Regions from separate parts of the Mus musculus genome. Here region 1 is linked to region 2. Evidence: chromatin contacts called from public HiChIP or PLAC-seq data. All regions are on one chromosome and are shown on one strand. The core of a region is the stretch at or near the end of the contact, and the rest is flanking DNA. Distances in the headings are between cores, read along the strand shown.

Region 1 (4,009 bases), core at 360-2,859, 520 kb after region 2:
TGTTTTGTCCGTTTCCCCCCAACCCCCCCCCAAGGGCCAATGCATTGGACGCTTACTTCATAAAGTGCCAATGATAGCAAGTGGTATGGACCTTTAAGAGGATACGGATAGGCCGTCAAGAACTCTGTCCACAAGAGGTCGTTATCCAAGAACTCTGAGTCTCCAGGTTCTCACAGAACAAATCAGAGGAGTGAGGCCAACGCCCCAAAGCACTTTTTCTAGCTTCTTGTCTCACTGTGTCATGTCTCCCTTTGCACACATTCCTGTCACCAAGGCCTCTTCCTCAGGAGAATCCAGTGCAGTGTCTCTTACCCTTCAGAACTATGAACCAGAATAGTCCATTTTTCTTTGTAAAGCAACTCAACCTCTGGGTGTTTCCTTATAATGACACTATATTGCTTGTAATGTATACTGCCTTTGGTCTGGCTATTTGCTGACATGGCTTCTCCATCAAACTTGTATCACTCTCTTGATTCAGTTGCTATAGAGGCCCCATGACTTTGTCACACACTTACACCCAATCACTGTTTTTACCAAGATGTCTCCTATAAATTAAGAGTGGCTCTCCTCTAACTTCTCAGCCCAAACCATAGAAACTCAATGTTTTGGTGGCAAATGTCTCAGGCTACAATTCACATTTGACAAACTTCCCTTCATCTAGGGATTTAACATTCATGCCATTATTCAGATAACATTATTGAAAGATTATCCTTGTGTTCCCATGTTCTTTCCCCATTTCCCCTTTTGTCTCCTCCCATCCTATCCCTCATCCTCTGGTCATTTTCAATAGATTTGGATCCTGTAGGATTCCTTGAAAATGTGCAAACAATTCTAAGACTTTATATCAGCTTAGTGGATATGAATGTCAGGAATGTAAACTAGTCCTCTCTTGCTTCCTTCACGGCAGATGGCTTCCCTCCCAGGATGCTTAGGGATGGGGATAAATCCTGGAAGTGAGAGGTTTTTGTCAAGGGGCCTAGGAGAAAAAGGAAGAGGACTCAGGGAGACACTCAGATGAAAAGACAAACGCCTCATGTCCTCCATACTTTTGGCAGAGAGAGAAACGGAGGAGGAGGAGGAGGAGGAGGAGGAGGAGGAGGAGGAGGAGGAGGAGGAGATGAAGCTACCAGAATTCAGGAGGATACAAGGCTCAAGAGGGCAGCTGCTATTTCTGGATCCGTAGTCACCACTGGAGGCTGTCTCAGAGGAATGGAAGCCAGGAGCACGAGATTCCCCTGCACTCAGGCTGCAGACAGTTCCCAGGGTGAGGCCTGGAATGTGTCTCCCTGGCAGGTTACTGTGTCTTGACTGCAGACTGAGTCATGAGTGCGTGGAGGGTGGAGAACAAGGCTGTTTCCGAACCTTTTTGTTGCCAGTACCTTCAGGAGAACTCACACGTCAGAGGAAAATACGTGGTATTTAATCCATTTCCCTAGTGTTTCACCGGTACTGAGGCAGAAAAGCCTTGTGCGGTAAAAGGGAAACCACTTCCCCTACAGAGAGTAGATGCTGCTACACAAAAAAGGAAAGTGTGTGCTCCCTTCACAGTCTCTATCCTGGGTGCCTCAGCCCCAGCGGTGTGCCAGATTAACACTTTATTACATCTAAGGTTCTGTTCCCCAGGGCATGGTGACACACACTTGGGCAAAGTCAGGAGGGTTGTTGTGAGCTCAAGGCCAGCCTGGGTTATGTATTCTATCTAACTGATCTAACTGAGGGGAGAGGGGTCTCAGAATATGGCTTAATGTTGGAGTAATTTCCTAGCAAGTTACGGATCCTAGATTCTGTGCTGCCCTCTCCCCCCTCCCCACAAAATACTTAAAATGTAATTTAAAAAAAAAAATTATCCCAGGAGTGGATGTTTGCCTTCATTAGGTTTCTTTATTGCTGTCAAGAGACACCATGACCACAGCAACTCTTATTAAATAAATAAATAAATAAATAAATAAACAAAAAGTAAACAACTAATTAGGGTTAGCTTACACTTCAGAGTTTTTTAGTCCATTATCTTTATAGTAGGAAACATGGTGGCGTGCAGACAGACATGGTACTAGGGAAGGAGCTGAGAGTTCTACATCTGGATCCAAAGGCAGCAAAAAGGCAGAGAGGGTGATACTGGGCCTGGCTTAAGCATTTGAAACTTCAAAGCTCACCCCCAATTACACACTTCTTCCAACAAGTCCACACCTCCTAATTAGTGCCACTCTCTGTGGGCCTACGGAGAGTATTTTCATTCTAACTACCACAGTTGCTGAGGAATTTAATTAAAACTACAACCTTATCCCAACCTAGATCTTTCAGCCTTTCTGTACTACCAGAGAGGGGTCATACAGCATTGTTGTGACTCCCATTATAACTTAAAGGGAAGCTCACACAAAGTCCAGAGCCCTCCATACCCTGCAAATGAAGAAGTACGTTCTCAAATCCCTTGGAGCAGGGCCCCACTTTGGCGGCACAAACTTTAATTTCTAGACGGAATGGCATCTCTACAGAAAGAAAAGCCATGGTATCTGCATGATAAGTCTGAAAAGGACCTGGGCAAATCTGCAGCTGACATTTCCAGCCATTGCTGCCACTTCGAGAAAACCCTGCTGATGTCAGCATTGTCAGCATCATCTCCTCCAGGAACACCGGCCATCGAGCCACAAGGACAATTGTTGCCGCTGGAGTCAATTCATCTGCCAGCCACATCATACTCTGGGACCGTCACTAACCAGATCCAAGCAGCCTTGAGGAAGCATGTCTTCTGGTGGTGACTGATCCCAAGGGCTGACAACAAGGTCCTCACAGAGGCATCTTATGTCAACCTATCTACCATGCACGGTATAAGACACATTCTCCTCTGCGCTGTGTGGACACTGCCATCACACGCAACAGAAAGGAAACTCACTCACTGTGTCTGATGTGGTGGTGCTTGTTAGGGGAGTTCTGGGCATGTATGGCACCATCGCCCATGAGGACTCCTGTGGGGTCATGCCCACTCTACTCCTCTAGAGACCATGAAGAGATGGAGAGGGGAGAGCAAGCACAGATGACAGGCTAGAACTAAAGAGGAGTGTCAGGTGAGCGGACCTGAACTCACGGCTGCTCAGCCTGAAGTGGTGTGGCCATCTGCATCTGGTCTGAAGGTGCGTGGATACCCTCTGTGCCCGTCCAGAAGTTTCCTACTGAAGACAGAAATGCCTGTCCAGTCATGGAAGAATGATTGGCAGTTCCCACTTCTCAGACCACTGAATGGGTCAGAACAACTACTGGGTGACCCTAAGGTATTCTTCAGCAGATATGTGTGAAAAATGGAAAGAAGATGGGTAGAAATAAATGGTTTTAGAGGAAAAAAACTCTCACAAAGATATTATAAAAAGAAAAGAGCTTTATTATTGAGCAAGCATTCAACCAGAATGTGATGCACACCACAGGCAGTCTGCTAAGGGAGTGTGCAGACAGGAGGAGTGTCGCCCTTTATGTGAGCCAGTAGATAAGGATGCTGTGCGTGTTTTTAGTAACTGGTCTTCAGCTTGACAGCACCATTTATCACATGGTTTAACCTAAATTCATCTGGCGAATGAGGCTGTCACGTACTTCCTGATTAGCTTTATCTGAAATGAGACAAGCTTCACATGTTCACGGCAGGAGGTAATCCTGCTGCTTAGAGAACAGGGTCCATCCAAGCCAGGCTCCTTCTCCCACCAACACAGGTGGTTGAAGAGCCATCTTTCCCTGGTGTGTGTGTTTCAGAGATGGCTCCCAGGTTTTTGGTTTGGTTTGAATTGGGTTTTGGTTTTCTTACTCTAGCCCAGACTAGCTTGGAATTCTCTGGAAAGCTGCAACGGGGAGCTCAGGTTCAGTGAGAGATCCTGTCTCAAAAAGCAGGGTGAGAAGTGATTGAGGAAGACACCCCAGTGTCAACCTCTGACCTCCATATGTGCATGCATGGACACGCATGGATACACACACACACACACACACACACACACACACACACACACAAAACCAGAAAGAATGAACGCCC
Region 2 (4,418 bases), core at 496-2,995:
TTTCCCCTCGAGGTCGACTCCTCTACCCCTGTGTGGGATATGAGTCATCCCCAGAGCTCTGGCTTTCCCCGAATAAAGCCTCATGTGGTTTGCAACAAGCTCGGTCTATCGTGAGTTCTTGGGTGTCCGCTATTGTCCTGAGACCTGAGCGAGGGGCTCCTCTAGGAGTCTTTCAAGAGCAGGAGAAAGAACAACCTTGAGGAGACACCAGTGTGGTAATGCCGACCTCCTAGGGCTGTTGGAGAATTTCGATGCATGAATGTGTATCTGGACTTAGAGCAGATCCTGGCTTACAGCAGGTGCTGTGTTCAGGAGTACAATGAACTCTGACAGGAAGACAGAACATATATCTTATGTGTTAAGCTTACCCTTTCCCCTTAAAAGTCATAAAAAGAAAAAGAGGGAAGATACTTATTTGTTTTCAGGAGATGATGCTTGCAATAGGTAAGAACGGGGTTATCGCAGAGGCAGAGTGAGATGCGGGGGGAGAAACTGACACAGCATCTTGGAAGCAGATGGAGCCACTGTGGGAGAAGAACTGGGGGTGCAGCTACTTGTCAGAGCACTTGCCTAGCATGCAGGGAGGTTGGGGGGAGGGCAGAGAGAGAGAGAGGGAGAGAGAGAGGGAGAGAGAGAGAGAGGCAGGCCTTGGTTCAAGATGCTAAGTGCAATGAAAGAGTCTTGTGAGCCCCAAGAGGCAGTCGTGAGGCATCACTCACTCCACCAGGGTTGCCACATAAAAAGTGTTCCTAAAGGATACAGGGAGGAAAGAAGAAACATCGATGGGAACAGGGTCTGAGAGAATTAGAGAAAAATGAGAAATGCTTAACCTAAAAACCAGTGAAATTGTTAAAGGAGTGTACTGGTCACAGAGGATACAGTCTCACCACAGACTGGGTGACAGTCTTAATGTCTGGGTCAGGTGTCCTAGGGCAGAGGGGACAAGTTTGCTGTTTTCTATGAGTTTTGTTTAAACACAATTTCTTGGCAGTGAGGCAACTATTGCTGTCGTTCTGGTCTGTTTCTATCCCACCCCTTACTGTTTCTTTCCCCTTTATTTGAAAATGTGCAGAGGCCAAAATGGGTGGGCAGGGCTCTCTCCAATTAGGAGGGATGGTGGAGCCTCTCTTTGGCCTGAACCAAAGGCCTGGAAGAAGATGGGCTTATAAAGGATCTCATTAGGGCAGAGGAGATAGCCCAGACAGCTGGGGAAGTCTTTAATTCCAGCACTGGGAAAACAGAAGCAAGCAGATTTCTATGAGTTTGAGATCAGTCTGATCTACATAACTAACTACTTGTAGGACAGCCAGGGCTGTGTAGTAAGACCCGATCTCAAAAACAAATGACCTAAATTTTGGCCCCATTACCCATGTGAAAAGCTAGGTGTGTGTGTGCTCCTTATTCCAGCACTGGTAAGAAGTTACAGGGACCCCTGGAACTAGCTAGCCAACACTCTAGTCCAGCTGGTGAGCTCCAGGGTCCAGTGAGACAGCCTCTTTCAGAATAACCAAGGTGGCTGAGTTGTGAGGATCAGTCCTCGAGGTTGACCTTTGCCTCCATACTCATGTGGAAGCGTACACGCAGGCACCAGTGCACAGGTGTACACACACGGACTCAAAAATACTATGAAAGGATGGTCAGGAATTTCCCATGTGTCATTTGGGTATCATCGGGTTATTGGGTATATGGTCCTTTAGAAAGCTCAAAGTCTGGCTTCTGACTCATTGCAGGAACAGAAACAAGGTGAGTCACTGAGGAAGGAGCTCCAAAGAGCTGTCTATAGTGGTCTGACTAAGCGCTTTTAGGTGGGGATGCTCTTCGGGGTTCATTTGTTTAAAATATCAGTGTTTGTGTTCAGTCTTGGCCCCACCACTTGGCAGCTGTGTGACCTTGGGCTGGCTGCCGGCCCTCTCTAAGCCTTCATTTCCATCTTAGGCCAGAAGTGATGACTTCGGAGGATTTGCCTGGAAATGACCTGACGGGTCAACAGCTGCCCTGAGGAGAACAGTATGGGGATGAGGTCACCAACTTCCAAAGTCAAATCCTTCCATTTCCCTCAGGAATATCTTACTTGGCACCCTGGTGAGCTGCAGGGCAGGAGCTGCTGACATCACAGCATTTTAGTTTCTCAGGGCTGTGAAGAACAGTGGCTGTCAATCACAGACATTCACCTTCGTCCACCCTGGAGGCTCCAAGTCCAATGCCACAGTGTTGGTGGCTGCTGCTCTCTCCCGGGCTCTGAGAGGGAATCCATTCAATCCATTCCAGGTCCCTTCCTGAGTTTCTCGTGCCACCAGCAATCCTCAACACTGGTTAGCTGGCAGCTGTGTCACTCCAGCCCCTTCCTCTGCTGTCATGTAGCCTAGCATGTGCCTGGGTGACTCTCTTCCTATGGTTCCTTGTGTGTAGACACACCCGAGTTTCCCTTTGAGAAGGAAAGGGGTCATATTGGATTAGGATCCACTACAATGGCTACTCTTAGTTTGATGGGATTGAGACTGTAGGATTGCTTTTGAGAACACAATTTATGCCATGATGCTTTGCCCATGACTCCGTAATTCCACTATTAGGACTATAACAACAACAACAATGACAACAACAAAATTTTTGGTCCCTACAAAAGTATATAACAGAACTTTCTTAGTAACTTCATTTTTTACAGTCCCAAACTGAACACCAGTCAAAGGTTCATCAATAAGTCAGTTTTTAGCTGGACTTGTATTCACACACAGAGTAGCTCTCAGCAATAAAACAAAAACAAAAACAAAAACAAAAAACAGCTGCTGCCAGGTGGTGGTGGCATACGCCTTTAATCCCAGCACTTGGGAGGCAGAGACAGGTGGATTTCTGAGTTTGAGGCCAGCCTGGTCTACAAAGTGAGTTCCAGGACAGCCAGGGCTGTACAGAGAAACCCTGTCTCAGGGGAAAAAAAAAAAAAAAACAAACCCAAAACCAGCTGCTGATAGGAGCTGAAACATGAATGAGTGTGCCCTGTAATTCTATTTGTGTGATCTTTAAAGAAGATGAACTAGGCTTCTAGGCCAAGGAAGGTAGTAAAGGGGCAAACCGAAGTGTTTGGGGGTGGCTTTGGGGTGCTTCATCTGAGGAGATATTAGCTGAGGTACTAGAAACTATAATGGCACTTAACATCAGGCATGGAGCCAGGTGGGTAAGGGCCGTTGTTCTGCAAACCCAAGGAGCTGAGTTCACATCCTCATATAAAAAGTCAGTCATGGCTGGACCTGCCTATGACCCCTGTGCTGGGGTGAGGAGAAGAACAGATCCTGAGAGCTCTGAGAGTCCAGATTGGCCAAAACTGCAAGCTTGTGGTTTTACTGAGTGGCCCTGTCTCAAAGGCAAAAAGGAGGAAAGCTGTTGAGGAAGGCACCTAAGGCCCTGGCCACAAACATGCACACAACTGTACTTACCCATACATACCACATAACACACTAACACACACACACACACACACACACACACACACCATATACCACACACATACCATATACCACACACACATCAATCACATAACATATGCACATTCCATATGCCATATATATATATATGCCACTCACATCCTACGTAACACATATACATACACACACATACCATATAACACATATACACTATACACACATACCACATAATACACACAACATATACACACACCACATACCAACATACCACACACACACACACACACACACACATGAAAACCAACAGATTTCTATAGCTTGCGTTCACGTGCCAATCATTAGATCTTGTGTAAGAATAGGTAAGCTCTCACAAGGATTCTACTGAGTTAGAGGCCCAGGTCCTGAATGGCATGGATCGTGCTAGAAATAAACTGTACTGTGAGGTCCTTAGGATATTCCTCTGCAGTGCTCTCCTTGGACAGGATTTCACATAATCAAGTGATACTAACTTCACTCCAGTGCCCTATGTCCTGTAGAAATGTCCGAGTGCTCTGTGCTCTCGTTTTGTCACCTCTAACATGGATATGCACACTGCAAGAGCAGTGTGAAAAGCCAGCAAGTGTGGTGGTGCACGCTCTTAATCCCAGCACTCCAGAGGCAGAGGCAGGTGGATCTCTGTGAAACTGAGACCAGTCTGGTCTACAGTGCGAATTCCAGAACAGCCAGGGCTATGCAAAGAAACCCTGTCTCAAAAGAGGAGCGTGAACATAGTGGTGCATATGTCCTTATTACCAGTTGGATCATCTTCTATGTATATGCCCAGGAGAGGTATTGCTGGCTCTTCGGGTAGTACTATGTCCAGTTTTCTGAGGAACCTCCAGACTGATTTCCAGAGTGGTTGTACAAGCTTGCAGTCCCACCAACAATGGAGGAGTGTTCCTCTTTTTCCACATCCTCGCCAGCATCTGCTGTCACCTGAATTTTTGATCCTAGCCATTCTGA

Evidence for each region. HiChIP or PLAC-seq counts read pairs in DNA pulled down with a chosen protein or histone mark.
Region 1: a FOXA1 HiChIP or PLAC-seq map of pancreatic cancer cells shows a contact between it and region 2. The contact joins two enhancer-like sites.

Annotation. Positions count from the first base shown.
Region 1 is chr2:131,901,707-131,905,715 of GRCm38.p6, forward strand. It overlaps the pseudogene Lamr1-ps1. Among named protein-coding and RNA genes, the nearest start is that of Prn, 6.2 kb to the right of the region's middle. Within about 2 kb of position 1,610, at least 167 of the 459 cell types and tissues checked have an H3K27ac peak or open chromatin away from gene starts, as enhancers often do. A contact at or near this core is called in pancreatic cancer cells, where this site is marked.
Region 2 is chr2:131,384,831-131,389,248 of GRCm38.p6, forward strand. No RefSeq gene overlaps it. Among named protein-coding and RNA genes, the nearest start is that of Rnf24, 34 kb to the left of the region's middle. Within about 2 kb of position 1,746, at least 41 of the 459 cell types and tissues checked have an H3K27ac peak or open chromatin away from gene starts, as enhancers often do. A contact at or near this core is called in pancreatic cancer cells, where this site is marked.